2 separate regions of the Mus musculus genome follow, and region 2 is linked to region 1. Evidence: chromatin contacts called from public promoter capture Hi-C data. All regions are on one chromosome and are shown on one strand. Each heading gives the region's core, a stretch centred on a gene start, on an enhancer-like site or on the middle of the called end of the contact. The rest is flanking DNA. Distances are from core to core; before and after follow the strand shown. Region 1 has its middle 29 kb from the start of Slc6a19. Region 2 overlaps Slc12a7 (solute carrier family 12, member 7).

What was found. Capture Hi-C pulls out chosen DNA fragments and counts their contacts.
Region 2: a contact with region 1 is called in a promoter capture Hi-C map of adipose tissue. The contact joins two enhancer-like sites. A contact is called at or near these places in 17 of 39 promoter capture datasets (the 3T3-L1 cell line, 3T3-L1-derived adipocytes, the C10 cell line and 11 more), 2 of 15 datasets of contacts at CTCF or cohesin (embryonic stem cells and large pre-B cells), 56 of 484 Hi-C or Micro-C datasets (the 3T3-L1 cell line, 3T3-L1-derived adipocytes, the C10 cell line and 37 more), 9 of 115 datasets of contacts at active chromatin or transcription factors (CD4 T cells, T-cell acute lymphoblastic leukemia, double positive thymocytes and 5 more) and 5 of 9 other capture datasets (adipose tissue, embryonic stem cells, embryonic tail and 2 more).

Annotation. Positions count from the first base shown.
Region 1 is chr13:73,726,054-73,733,293 of GRCm38.p6, forward strand. It overlaps a transcript of Slc12a7 not described here. Among named protein-coding and RNA genes, the nearest start is that of Slc6a19, 29 kb to the left of the region's middle. Within about 2 kb of position 1,563, at least 19 of the 459 cell types and tissues checked have an H3K27ac peak or open chromatin away from gene starts, as enhancers often do. A contact at or near this core is called in adipose tissue, where this site is marked.
Region 2 is chr13:73,799,338-73,807,081 of GRCm38.p6, forward strand. It overlaps Slc12a7 (solute carrier family 12, member 7), which reads left to right. Exons shown (of 24, transcript NM_011390.2): 15 at 276-395; 16 at 1,048-1,152; 17 at 1,591-1,759; 18 at 6,077-6,272; 19 at 6,692-6,861; 20 at 6,969-7,100. Among named protein-coding and RNA genes, the nearest start is that of Slc12a7, 40 kb to the left of the region's middle. Within about 2 kb of position 4,639, at least 114 of the 459 cell types and tissues checked have an H3K27ac peak or open chromatin away from gene starts, as enhancers often do. A contact at or near this core is called in adipose tissue, where this site is marked.

The sequences.
Region 1 (7,240 bases), core at 313-2,812:
TGTACAATACCAAAAGAAAAACTACCTGTAGGCTATAGGGATACCCACCCAGAACTCATTTGAACATAGCCTGTCTCTGTTCCAATGCTCAGGAAAGCTCAGGCCCCTACCTGCTGTGGCCCCCGTAGCTGGTAAGAATCTTCTGGAGGCAGAAAGGAAGGAAGCACCAGCTCTCCTGGGCCTCCTTCATGGCCAAGTGTCAGATACAACCAAGATACTAGCTGACTCCTTCCAGTGTCTCAAGAATGAATGTGTTCCATTGGTTTGACTCTAAGTTTAGAGCTCATTTTAAAGAGAAGTTTAGAATTACAGAATTTAGTGGACAGAACAAGGCAGATCCCACTTGTCTGTCTCCCCCACCTTTTCCCCATTGTTCCAGTGAATTCACAGAAAAAAGCCACACCTTTGATAAATATTCGAAATGCTATTTAGCTGACTAAAGTGTCTTGAGTTTTGGAGATTTGGAGTGTTGTAGCTCTGGAGTCAAATTATCCTGGGCTATCTTTTTTTTTAAAAAAAAAACATTGTTTTCTTTTACTTTTAAGATTTTATTTATTTATTATATGTAAGTACACTGCAGCTGTCTTCAGACACACCAGAAGAGGGAGGGCATCAGATCTCCTTACAGAAGGTTGTGAGCCACCATGTGGTTGCTGGGACTTGAACTCAGGACCTTCAGAAGAGCAGTCGGGTGTTCTTACCCGCTGAGCCATCTTACCAGTCCCTGGGCTATCTTTAATATGCTTAATACTTAGTTACTCACCACCTCTGTGTCACACATAATGTCCTTATGACTATTAGATAAATTCTTGCAATGTGTCACTTTAGCAGACCACTAGCTTTCACCAACCCAAAAGCTAAGAATGTCATCAGATAACATCTAAGACTTCTGGTGGCGATCTCCCCCCCCCCCCCCCCCAGTTTTCTATACATCCTGTATCTGAACCAATGTATTTGGGAAATGCCTTGATTTATGACCGTATTTGTAACTAAAAAGCTTTGTGAAACCATTTCCTCATTGGTGCCTGGTGTTTTGGGGTTCTGGGGCTGTGGTCATTCATGTTTGGCTCAAGTGTAAACTCTGCTTCCCTTTGAGCTATGTACTACCTTCTGTGCAATGCTGAGCGACAGGAACATACCAGTATCAGCTTGGGACCATCTAGCTTTTACTTACTCTCCCTTCCACTTGGAACTGGGAGTAGTGACAGTGAGAGGAGTTAGGAGGGGCTGCTCTGCCTCTCTCAGCATCCCAGGTCAACAAGGTACTTTCAACACTGCCACCAGCACAAAATGAGAGTCTTGGAACAAGGAGATGAGGTCCAAGACTTCCAGGAGAGGTGTCTCAGTGCAGGCACCTCCCATGAGCCTTGGAGATACAGATCTCAGAATACCGTTTCCAGAAGAGGAGGCCAAAATCAAAGGAAATCCCGTAGAAGCACATGTTAAGCAAGGATGCCATTTTAAGTGGAATTTCCCTTTTCTGTCCAGAAAGCCTTAGTCTGGTCCAGGGCAGAGCAGATTGCCTTTTCCTTTCTACTCTGCTCCGGAGGGGCCAATTGTTTTTCTGGGAATTCAGGGTTGGCAGCAGGGTGTCCTAAAACCCTTAACTGACTGGAGCTGGTTACTGTGGGAACGGAGCCTTGGGGGAAGGCTGACCTCCTGCTGGGTGAGCACATCCAGGAATTGTTATAGTAGGTGGCAAGTTCCAAAACTGACAAGGATCTGTGAATATTTACAACATGTTCACGCAAACCTTCTGCTGGCTGGGATTTGGTCCACCTTAATACCTAGGGTGCAGGGTGGGGACTGGACAATGGACAAGAGAGTTGGCAGGATCTCCCTATCTGCACTGTATCAGTGTGAAGCAACAGCTTCTGCTCTCACCACCCCTCAAGCAACTAACCAGACAGCCTCCCCTGGGACCCTGGCTCACACCAGATCTGCAGCCTCTGGCTCACAGCTCTGGCTGATCTTCCCCTGTGGAGAAGAGATGCTTCAGGGCCTAAGAACAGTTGACAGCATCTCCCTGGTCAGGTGGATGGTGATGAAAGTCTCTGACCAGGCATAATCCTTCTGTCCTGGGGAGACCATGACCATGGGCAAGCTTCAAACTTCCTGTGATTGTCATCTAGGGTCTCCTTGTTCAGGGTCAGACTTCTTTACCAACACTTGATTAGGTGTAGACATGACACAAAATCTCCATTCAGAATAGTGAATGGGGGACCCAAAAATGAACAAGGTCTACCTAAGCATCCAAACTCTCCTGCCCTCATCTGGACAGGGCTTGCGATATTTGTCACCTACTGTAGTTGCAGCCAAACACAAAGACCCTCCCAAAATGGGCACCAATGAGACTGACTTCCTAGAGCTGGACTGGGTCTGGGGGAACCAGCATTTCAATCCATGGGCCACATCTCTAACCTATCCATTGGTAACTGTCTTACTGCCTCCACATTCCACTCAGGAAAGCCCACCCTATGAAAGCCCTAAGACACCCCCCCAAGCCCAAAAGGCTCTGTCCTGTGTGGTAGGTGGGACACCTGTCATCTTATAGAGAGGTAGCTGGTTACAGCCTTGTCTCTCTGCCCACACTTCTCAGTCTCTATATTTTTGTTTCTCTGACATCTCTCTATGACTTCCTTTCTCTGACTCTCCCACCTTCCTGCCTTTTGATCACCCAGGCTTCCTTGAAAACCCTTTCCTGGCAGAAGGAGACACACCCTGGAACACTCCCCAACTCCAGGGATAAGATTAGATATGCTCCCTGAGTGAGGTCAGAGGAGCCTGGCTCTGATTCTGGTGACCAGGCCAGCCCTGGAGTCCTGCTCTATCAAGGTCTCTCTGAAATAAGTTGAAATAGATTCATTCTGTAGTTGCCCACTTGGGGACAACTTCTGGAACAGCCTAGTTCACAACTCTTCATGGCTTTCTCTAAAATGAGAACTTGTGGGCTTCACCTCCCTTTGGGCAATGTCCCTCTCCCTCCCTCTGCTGCCACTGAAAGTGTCATCTTCCCTTGTGGCCCCAGAGATGCCTGATGCCTTTTCAAAAGTTCCTGAAGCCTCTGTCAGCTCTCTTAGTAGCCTGGGCAGTGATCATACATGCCTTAGTGTCTTTTTAACAGTAGAGAGGCCACTGCCCAGTATGGTAGGTAGGACACTCTAGTGGATCCTTAGGACATACAAATGTTGACAGGCTGGATTTCTGTGTCCAGGGCCTGTGGCTGATTGGGGAATGGAGAGGCCTCCTTGCTTGTGAAGTCTCATGACAAAGTGTTCCAGATCTGCTACTTGCTTTCATCTGAGTCACCGCCATGCCCTCTGCCTCCTGTGCCTCTCATGGTGACATTCAAGGTTCATCCAAGTATCCATGCATTGGCACCTCTAGTTTGGAGAGGCCTCTAGAGTCCTGACCTGACAAAAAGGGTACTATCACATGGCCAGGGGAATGTCTTCCTGATCAAGGCTCAAAATGCTCTGTACAGTAGGAGGTACCCTTCAGAAAAGACAAACTGAATGGACAGAGTGGGTGTAAGGGATTAATGGTATGATCTATGGAACTCTGAGAAAAGTATGCCGCTTGCAGGGTTAAGTCAGACCTCACCTAACAGCCAAAAAATTGCAGAAGCTATAAATAGTCGGCTGGCCATCGAGATTGGGATTACAATTATAGACCAGGAAAGTGTGGCACTGAGGCCATGTCTGTGTTGGGAGGACAATGTCTTATCATCAATGTTTTCTTTATTTACTGATACATAACAGAGACAACTTATTGAGAGCTGGGTATGGTGGCCCATGCTTGTCCCCTCAGTCACTGAGGACTGCCAAGGATTCAAGGCTACCCTGAGCTATAGATTTTGTTCTAGACCAGCCTGGGGTATAACATGAGCCCACACTTACAATTCAGATGGAGGACAGAAGAATGAACAAGCTAAAAGAAGCAATAACTGTGGAAACCCTCTGACAAATTGGAGGAGACGCTGGAGAAGCTCTCTGTTTCCTCGGGACTATGCTCTATCCTGTGCCCTGCCTCCCACTTGACACCATGTTCTCTACCTGTCTCCGACTTACTGCCTGTGCCTTCTCTGAACTCTGTCACCTCCCTTTTCTATCCTCACCCCATTTACTGTTCAAAATTGGGGTTTTATGTAAAGCAGATTCCATTTCCCTGTTTGTCATTGTACAAAGTCACTAGACTTTTCTCTTGTGCGGGACCAACTGAATTCCCCATGGGTTAGTCCTGTCTGGCCCCAGCCTAGATGTGCCCAAGGCCCACAGAAGCATTTCCAGGAACCTGGACTCTGGCTTCGGGATGCTCCCTATGGAAAACTCCTGGCTGTGAACCATTTGAGTATGTGCCCCATGGAAAACTCCTTAGCACTGGCTGTGAGCAGTTTGACTAATACTTGGGACACTTGCAAGCAGAGGGATATGGTGAGTTAGAGGTTGTGTCCAGAAAGGATAGATCTGGGCTACTTTTTTTTCTTTTCTTTTTTTGGTTTTTTCGAGACAGGGTTTCTCTGGTTCAGTTTCCCAAGTGTTGAGATTAAAAGTATAAGCCATCACACCTGGTAGCAAGACTCATCTTGAATATGGGTGGCACCACCAGCCCACGGGCTGCAATACCTCACTTTATAAAATAGTAGGAGTCAGCCAAGCACCGACACTCATTTCTCTGGAGGGCTCAACGTGACCAACTGCCTCATGACATCATCATCACGACTTCCCACTGCAATAGGCTGTGTCCCTTCCTAAGCCATGAACCAAAACAAGCCTTTCCTATCTTAGGTTGCTTTTGTCAGATATTAAGCAACAAGCTTAACATGTAATAGTTACTCAATAAGTAACCAATACATGTCAACTTTAAAATATGATCCAGAAGTTCATCTTGGGAGAAAGGGCCAAGAATGACCTTGGAAAACTGAAGGAGATTGATTGGAGGAGAGCCTCTTCCTGCAGGGACAGGATCCCGAGAAGATGTCTGTGCATGTGAGAGAATTCCCACCCTGGTTGGCTTTCCCTTCTCTGGCTGCCAGGCAAATGGAGGTGGGTGGTGAAACTAACTTCCTAAGAAAGACACCCTGGTTTTCAAAAGAGAAACTATCTTTCTCCTGAGCTGGATACATCTTGGAGAGGCTTCACACATCACTCACAGTACTAGATGCAACATCCAGGCTACAGTATAGGTGGGAGCAGCTAATTGACCTTCTCCTGTCAGCCTCTCTACTGCTGAAGGACAGCTATGATAGCTGAGCCACAATTAACCATAATGGACCCAGTTCCCTTAAATTTCCTTCCTTTATTCTTTGCCTCTTTATACCTTCTTTCTGCTCCACTCTGCAAGGTGTGCTTCAGAGAGGCCCAGTGTGCTTTAATATCTGCCTCCTGTCACTTTCAGAGCTTGACACAAGGCGCTTTTAATAAATGTTTGAGTGAACAAATACACAACCAATGTTAAAGAAGGTTTAGGGTTTCCATTGCTGTGAAGAGACACCATGACCAAGGCAACTCTTATAAAGGACATTTAGTAGGAACTGGTCTGAGGTTCAGTCCATTGTGCTCATGGCAGGACACATGGCAGGGTCCAGGCAAGCATGGTGCTGGAGGAGCTGAGAGTTCTCCATCTTCATCCAAAGGGTGCAAACTGTCCTCAGGTAGCTAGGACAAGGGTCTCAAAGCCCACTCTCACAGTGACACACGTCCTCCAACAAGGCCACATCTCCTAATAGTGACACTCCCTGGGCCAAGCTTATTCAAACCATCACAGTGAAGAACTATGTCAGGACCTTGAGCACACAGTACTTGGTGTCCCCCTTCCAATGTCCACTTGTTCCAGGTCACCTGAGCAGCTCTTTCCCATCCTTCGCTCTCCCAGGAGTCTGGCAACCCAGGCATAAATCTAGGATGCCAACAGTATCAAAACCTTATGTTGTGGTTGACTCCCAATTATAAAATTAGTTTTGTTTCTACTTCATAACTATAATTTTGCTACTGTTATGACTCCTAATGTAAATATTTTTGGAGGTTTGCCAAAGGGGTCATGACCTACAAGTTAATAACAGCTGCTCTAGGCCCATTGGCCAGAAAGGCCCTCACTCCCAAAATACCTTACCTTGGCCCTTTAGAAGACAGTCATCCAACACTGCATTCCCTGACCCTCCTAGGCCCTGAATGAACTGTGCTTGGCTGGAACACCTAACCGTCCATTCCATAGCCTGTCCCATCCCAGTCTGGCCCTGTGTCAGATCCCTCTGACCTGGTAGGCTGTTGGCAAAGGAGGATGGGGGTGGGTGGGTCGGAGGCGTGTGGGGCTGTAGGAGTATCCTAGGCATTTATCAAGGTGGGGCAGGGAGGGGCAGGACAAGAGCAGTGGGGGTGGGTATGGCCGGATAGAAGTGGTGAGTCTGGGAGAATATAAGAGAGGGCTGAGAAGCATCAGGGGCTGTGAGAATCTTGGGCTAGGCGAAGGGGTGGGACCCGGGCAGGAGAGCTACACTCAAGTGACCACCAAAGATTCAGTCTTGTGGACAGGTAGTGACCAGTAAATCTGTACTGCCATTATCAGGTAGGCCATCGAATGCCCTTCCCGGGCCATATGCCCTGCATCTTCCTGCCCAAAGCATCGACTGTTTAGGTTCAGGACAAGTCATTCCCATAGGTCCCAACTCGCCCGTGCTCCTGCCCGCAACCTCATCCAAGTCCCACTCGTCCCTTACCTGCCTCTTCTATTTCGCTCCCGTCTCCTATCCAGGTGCCTGCTCCCTTTCTCATTCTCGCTCTTTTCTGCTCTCACCTCCTGCCCCAGTCCCACCCTCTGCCCCTAGCCCAAGTTTCTCACCGCCCCGAAGCCTCTCGGTCCTCTCTTATACTCTCCCAGACCCACCCACTTCCATCCAGCCATCCCCACCCCCACTGCTCCTGTCCTGTCTCTCCCCACCCCCGCCTCGGCTTCCTCCTGCCCCGCCCCCACCTCGTGCCCCGCCCCTGCCCCGCCCCGATCCCCGAGACCCACGGTCAGCACCGGCAGTCTTCGCATCCAGCAGTCATCGCGGCGCCTGGCGTTCCGACGCCAACATGTCCCAGCGCTTCGTGGTGACCCCAGCACAAAGCGGGACAGGGGACGCGGGAACCAGGGCAGAAGGCGGCAACCAGCGCCTGTGCTCGGATTCCGACCCCGACCCCGACCTTGACCCCAATCCCGACCCCAGCTTGGCGGCCGCTCTGAAAATACAAGAAGTAGA
Region 2 (7,744 bases), core at 3,389-5,888, 76 kb after region 1:
GTGTTCTGCACGTAGCTGGGTGTCTTGTGCACCCCAGGAGGGAAACAGACAGTTGCACTGTCTCCAGGCTGCAGCTCTGCTGTGCCACAGCAGGATCTCTGGGAGCCATTTCGTATTTCAGGGATGACTGAGTGGCAGACCTGGTTGCCAGGCGTCATGGGCTGATGCTCTGTTCAAGGAAGAGTTGCATAATAGGGAAAGTGCTGTTGGTGAAGCAGGCTTTCAGGTGCCATTTGGGGGCTGTACGGGCCTGTTCTGAACTTCATGTCCGCCAGGACCCTCTCCTTCCTTGGGATGAGTCTCTGCCTCGCGCTGATGTTCATCTGCTCCTGGTACTACGCCCTTTTCGCCATGCTCATTGCCGGCTGCATCTACAAGTACATCGAGTACCGCGGGTGAGTGGCAGCCCCTCAGAAAGCTGTGACTTCACTACCCTGGGGCATGAGTCTGGGTGCTGCTGCTGAGGTCTCATGGAAGTTAGACACCCTGTGAGTCCTAGGTGTCTTGTGTTGTCCCCTAGTCCCAGCCAGGCTGACGTACTCGGGTATATGCTGAATTCCTGCCCGGGAGTTACTGTGCAGAAGCTGGGAAGGGTTTTTGTTTTTTGTTTTTGTTAATTTCATGTGTGTTCTAATTTATTAATAGGCACATCTATGGCTTCCACTGTTGACAGTCTGTTTAAAGGATTTGGCACCTGTCAACCATAGCACTGTCATGTCCCAGGAGCTACGTTAAGAGTTCCATTTCCACCAAGTTACCTTTGTCCTTCCCTGACATTTCTGTCTTCACTCTGGTCCTTGAGACCAATCTAGTTCAGGGCTTCCAAGTCATGATTTCAGCCTCATTCTTCTCTCTGTCCCTGGTGTCCCCAGTGAATGGTACCACAAGGAAGTCCTGCTGCTCGAACCTTTTCATTTTATCCAGTAGCCCTGCTTGTCCTGGGAAGCCCCTTCCTGTTGGGTTTACACACATTGTGACTGTCTCAGCTATGTAAACATTCTTCAAAGTGCTACTGTGACAAGGTGACCTTCCTCTGTACCCATACAGGGCTGAGAAGGAGTGGGGGGATGGCATCAGGGGCCTGTCACTGAATGCTGCCCGCTACGCCCTGCTGCGTGTGGAACATGGGCCCCCACATACCAAGAACTGGAGGTGAGTATGCCCCATAGCCACAGTGCCAAGGTAGCAGAGTGGAGTGGAGACCCTGATCCTGCCAACTGGTTAGCGCTGTCTTGGAAGCTTTTACTCTTGGCCTTCTGAGGAGAGATCTGACAGGGCATCACTGCCAAAGAATGGGAGAATAGCCAGAGGTGGGTCCTGGATATCCAACAAGCCACCAGCAGTATGGATTGGAGGCATGCTCCTCTACGGGAGTTTCCTCTGTTCTAAGGCCAACCTTAGCTGGGACACCTGAAGCCTCAGACACAAGGTCCTACCGGTCCCATCTGCCCCACCTGTCCTTCTTATTCCACCTGGTCTTCCTAGGATGTCTGTCTACTTGCTCTCCCATCTCTATCCCATCTGGCTCCATGAGCACGGGAGCCCTGTGTGTGGCCATTGTAACTCCTGTCCCTGCCTATCCTACCACAGGCCCCAGGTGTTGGTGATGCTGAACCTGGACTCGGAGCAGTGTGTAAAGCACCCCCGCCTGCTGTCCTTCACCTCTCAGCTGAAGGCTGGCAAGGGCCTGACCATCGTGGGATCTGTGCTAGAGGGCACCTACTTAGACAAGCATGTGGAGGCCCAGAGGGCTGAAGAGGTAGGCAGGCAGGTGGAGTGCAGAGTGAGTGAGGTCCGGGTTGCAACCACCTAAGAAGAGCTGAGCCACGGCCTGCATCTCGAGGCTTAGGGGCACGATTTTTACACGTGCCGTTCCTGGTTTCTGTCAGGGTGGCTACTGAGTCTGAAAGGATCAGAAGTAAGATTTGAAGAGATGAGATGTGTGATCTCCTGAGACAGAGGGGCAGTGACAACTGCCATGGGACTGGATCCCTGAGGGCCCCTGTGTCTAGCCTTGGCACTTTGTTCCTGGTGTCTGTTATAGCTCCCTGTGCACCCCAGCACCTTCTAGTAGGTAGAGATTGTTGGGTCATGAGTCTGTGTGCGCTGGGCTGTGGTGGCGCACACCTTTAATCCCAGTACTTGGGAGACAGAGACAGGCGGATTTCTGAGTTGGAGGCCAGCCTGGTCTATAGAGTGAGTTCCAGGACAGCCAGGGCTACACAGAGAAACCCTGTCTCGAAAAAAACCAAAACCAAACAAACAAACATGAGTCTGTGTGCTGTCAGATGTTCTGATCCTTTGGATAAGAGGTGAGTAACCAGAACCTCCTCCTACAGCATACTGGAGCCATCTCTGATGCCTGCTGCCCACAATTTGCTGGTCCTGTAACTCCTGGGCTTCTTCTACACAGGCTTTCTTATTTCTCTGTGATCAGTTGTGACAGGAAACCTCCAGCCCAAGCAGAAACAGAACAAATAGTGTCACCAGTTTCTCATGTCCATCTACAGCCTCTGCTGTCCTCACAAGGCCAGGCAGGGTCCTGCCACCTCCAGTGTTCAGCTACCCAGATTGTCAGAAACCTTTTTTACTCCTCTCTCTATATTTGTGGATCTTACCTAAGGCTCCATCGTAGCTGCCGTGTCTTGGTGTCACCCTTTTCTCTGGAGGGGTTGATCAGCGAGCATTTTTCTTATGGCTATCCTTATCTGGTCTTGCTTGTGCGTTCAGGCTTCCTGCTGTCTGTGTGTCTCTAAGCTGCATCCCAATTTCTGAGTCCAGTCCATTCTGGGTGGACTGTGGAGTGGACTCTGTGGAGTGTATTCTGAGGACTGACTGTGGGCATTGGTGGTAATGACTATTGATAACTCTGGTCTGGAGTGACAATCTTGTGGCTTTTTCAGTGATGACATTACTTGCCCGGCCTGCCTGTCAGGCAGCTTTGAGATTCGGCAAGATCAAAGAGGACAAGAGAAGAGATGGATCGTTTTCTTGCTCCTCCAAAAGAACCAGCAGTTGCCCCTTAGAATGTGGAGCCTCCGATCCGAACCCTGGCTGCTGCTGACTGCAAACCCACGAATTTAAACATCATAGCTCTAGTCCTTACGGATGGGTGGTTTTCTGTCTTGTCCTTTGGTGTCTGACCTGTAGCTGGTCTGAGGGGCATTTTGTTATGGGAGAGAGAGTGGCTCTGTCTTGGAGGTGCTCTTGTTTTTATCTGTGATATTTCTTGGGTACAAAAAAGGCCAGCATCTGCTTTAAGCAATGGTATGCTCATGTCCTTTCCTGGTGTCTCCTCTACACTTTAGAGGGGATCTCTGGAGTTAAGGCCACCCTTTGGACAGATTCGAAGGGTGTGCATGGACTCTTGTTTGTTATCTGATGTCACTGGCAGAACATGGGGAAAGGTATTTGTGTTGAAGTGAGTGCCTGCTGGGGACCCTCTGACTCTGGTTTCAATCTCCATTCTGATAAGAAATGAGAAGAGTATCTGTGGCCGGGCGTGGTGGTACATGCCTTTAATCCCAGCACTTGGGAGGCAGAGGTAGGTGAATTTCTGAGTTCGAGGCCAGCCTGGTCTACAAAGTGAGTTCCAGGACAGCCAGGGCTACACAGAGAAACCCTGTCTCAAAAATCAATCAATCAATCAATCAATCAATCAATCAATCAAACAAACAAACAAAAACCAAAGAGTTCCTGTGGCTATCTCATGTATGTCTGTTAGATTAATTTATATTCTGTAGTGCTGGGGTGGGACCCAGGACCCCATATGTGCTAGACAAGTGCTCACTCAGCCACTGAGCCACACTCAAACCCTGGTTGGATGATTTTAATCTCTATTTGCTTTTAGGCAGAAGGTTCTAAAGAATCTGAATCAGGAACATGTGTTGAGAAACAGAAGCCAAGTATTCGCCTCTCCTGGTACCCATAGGAAAGGTTTAGCATTGGAATTAGTCATTTTTATTGATCAGCAAAAGCCAGAAGGAGCTGCCCAAGGGTCCACCTGCCCCTCCTGCCTGATGGAGCTCTGCCCTTTAGTCGGACTATCAGTAGTAATATTAAACGAAGACAGTTTGGGAAAGCCATTCATTTTAAGTGATCAGAGCTTGTGTAAGAAGCTTGTTCTGGGCATTTCCTTACTATGTCAGGGTTAATATCACTTTCCCTCTACTGCAGCATTTGCATGAAAGGGCTTGAGGGTTTGAGTCACCCTATCCTTCCCTAACTAAGGGTCCTGTCTTCCTCTTCTGTGAGGTTTCCCTGCCCACAGTGGCTTTGGCAGATGTGCCAACTTCTTATCTGGACCAGATTCCTGCCTGGTCAGGGCTCTGTCCTCTAAAACCTTAGGCTGGGCAGGCGATTCTCTAGCAGTAAGGCAAAAACTAAGATCCAGCTCCAGCTCTTTGGGTCTAGCCTGGGGAAAGCAATGTTGCAGCCTTTGTCAGGGACACAGGCATCACAAAGCCAGGGCAGGGGTGTGTAGGTACCGTGTACGGTAGGCATATCCTTCTGGTCAGTCCTCCGCAGTGTTCCTCTGTGCTGTGACCTTTAGCCAGCTTCAGCCCATAGGAGGACAGAGTAGCCCTGCCACACACATGCCATCGAGCTGAGTCAGCCTCTCCAGTACTTCTCCTATGAAACCCCCATCATGGGCACTGTCCTTCCTGCCTGGGAGCAGCTGTGTCCCTGTGACCACGCCTCCCGCCTGGGCTGCCTCTCAATCACTGGCATGTTCCCCTTTTAGGACAGTGTGTTTAGATTGTTTCTGAATTACGCAGAATTCTATAAGTGGAACATGTTCCTCTTGTGAGCCTGGTCTACCCTAGATGGCTGGCTGGTGGTTGGTGGAGGTGAACACAAAGCAAGGGTAGAGGTGAAAGGATGGCTGGGAACCGTGTGTATTGTCAGTACAGCTTTAGTTGTGGAACTGTAGTGCAGGGCAGTCATTGTGGGACCAATATAGGAGGCAGTCGAAATCAGGCAAAGGAGGGAGAATAGTGAGTCTTGTGACCAGTGGAGCAAACCTAGACTAGGTGAAGTCTAAATTTGAGGTATGGGCAGAGTGGGCTCAAATCACTTTCTCCCTCTTCTGGCTTTGCTGGGGGGGGGGGGGGCTCCAGGCATTCCTAGGCTTAGCCTGTCTCCACATGGCTGCCTTCCTTCTCAGATCTCTCTTTCCTCCGTCTTGTCTGAGTTACTTGTTACTGAGTTCAGGGTCCCATTGAACAGTTAGGATACTTTTTCCAAATAAGGCCATGTTTCCCCATTTTGGCTGTAGCACGGTCAAAACGAACCCCTCTTGGGAACACCATTCAACCCGTCACTGTCCTCGTTCCCCAAACACATCTCCCTCCCACGCAACTACATTCGTTGCACTGCAGTCTCCAAAGTTGTAAGCATCAACAAGTCTGGACCTCGTCACAGGCCACACCGAAACGGACTCCTCTCTGTGCTTATTACCAAGAGATGTGGAAAAACGTTTGCCTGACGGTGACCACATGGTCTTCCTGATCTAAAAGGGAGAGCGAGCGCAAAGGCATGAGGGTCACCGTCCACATAAGTGTGAAGTCTAGTAGGGCTGTTCCTCTAGGTACCATCAGATACCCTGCACCCAACAGGACCTAGTAGGCTGCCTGCTGTAGAAGGACAGCATCCCTAGGCTGTTGACTCGTGAATGGTGTGTCCTGAGTCGTAGCGTACAATCTCTCTCTCCATTGTCCCTAAGCAGCTCTGGGGAGGGAAGAGCTGTCCTGGTAGATGCCTGACATAGTGATGGAATGACGGGAGTGGACAGGTGTGGAGACTGACATGGTGGCTTGTCTGATAGCCCTTACTGGAGCATTCCATTCCCTCAAAGGCTGTTAAAGTCGGTCCATGAAGCATGGCCCATGAGTGTTGGATGCTTATTCTTTTTAAAAGATTTATTGATTTTTATTTGTATGAGTACACTGTAGGTGTCTTCAGACACACCAGAAGAATATGTGTGGGGCTGCCTCACTGTAGGGACGAAGGGCATGTTGTCCCTGGCATGTGTCTTAGCATCCTGTACTAACACCTGCCTCCACAACTCCCACAGAATATCCGGTCTCTGATGAGTGCAGAGAAGACGAAGGGCTTCTGCCAGCTGGTGGTGTCCTCCAACCTGCGAGATGGTGCGTCCCACCTGATCCAGTCGGCTGGCCTCGGTGGCATGAAACACAACACTGTCCTCATGGCCTGGCCAGAGGCTTGGAAGGAGGCAGATAATCCTTTCTCCTGGAAGAACTTTGTAGGTGGGTGTGGCAACCATGCCCATCCCAAGTGTTACTGTCACACTAAGTGTATGGCCAGAAAATATAGACTTGGGGCCTTGGAATGTGCTGGCCAAGTTGTTAGTTACAGAAAAAGCAAATGGCAGGTTTGCATTCTTGAATACTCTCCTCTCATGCCCAAGCCCAGTCCCCATGTGGGGATTTTCCTAGAATGTGACACACTGTCCTCTGGAGATGATGGAATAGCTCTGATATGGAAAGTTGTTCTTTGATGCCTCCCCGCCACCCCCTGGTTAGATGACTTCATGGGACCATGCCTACTTAGCTTGTGACAGTCTTCCCACTGTCTGGAGGGAAGCTAGCTCCCTGCTCATCCCCTCATGAGACCCCATGGTCCAGCTGGCCCTTGGTAACTTACCCATGGATACCTTTCTCCACAGACACAGTCCGTGACACTACAGCAGCACATCAGGCCTTGTTGGTGGCCAAGAACATTGACTTATTCCCACAAAACCAAGAGCGCTTCAGCGACGGGAACATTGATGTGTGGTGGATCGTGCATGACGGGGGCATGCTCATGCTTCTGCCCTTTCTGCTGCGCCAGCACAAGGTGTCTGTCGTAGGACCATAGGCCAACAGCTAGGCTACAGGGACACCACTATGTGGAGGGTGTGGCCTTGCCTGAGTTCCTGCAGAAATGTCCCCCCTCTTCCCCAGGTGTGGCGAAAGTGCCGGATGCGCATCTTCACTGTGGCCCAGGTGGATGATAACAGCATCCAGATGAAGAAGGACCTGCAGATGTTCCTGTACCACCTCAGGATCAGTGCCGAGGTGGAGGTGGTGGAGATGGTGCGTGCACAGCTGTGTGCTGGGGACGGGAGGGTGCAGATGGGCAGACAGACGGATGGACGGACTTGGATGTCATGCTACACTTTTGGAATAACAGAGATAGTACATCCCGGCATGTTCCATAGGGTAGCACTTGTATAGTCTTACTGTTCCCATCCTACATCTGAGCTTGTCTCAGCTGACAGCAGCTCTGGTGGAGAAGGTCTGTGGGGTGTACTCCCTGGGAGTGAGGTCTGCTCAGAGGTCTGGAGCCTGGGGTTCTAGTTTTTTGTTTTGTTTTATTACTCACTCCATTCGTTTACATCTCAAATGATATCCCATTTCCCTGCTACCCCATCCCACAACCTCCCTCCCCTTTGCCTGTATGATGGTGCTCCCCGACCCACCCACCCTCTCCCACCCCACCCCACTCCTCCAGCATCCCCCTACGCTGGGTCATCAGACCTCCACAGGACCAAGGGTCTCCCCTCCCATTGATGTCAGACAAAGGCCATCTTGTGCTACCTATGTATCTGGAGCCATGGATTCCTCCCTGTACACTCCTTGGTTGGTGGGTTAGTCCCTGGGAGCACTGGGTGGTCCAGCCAGCTGATGTTGTTTTTCCTGTGGGGTTGCAATCCTTCTGCCAGCTCCCCCACCAGGGT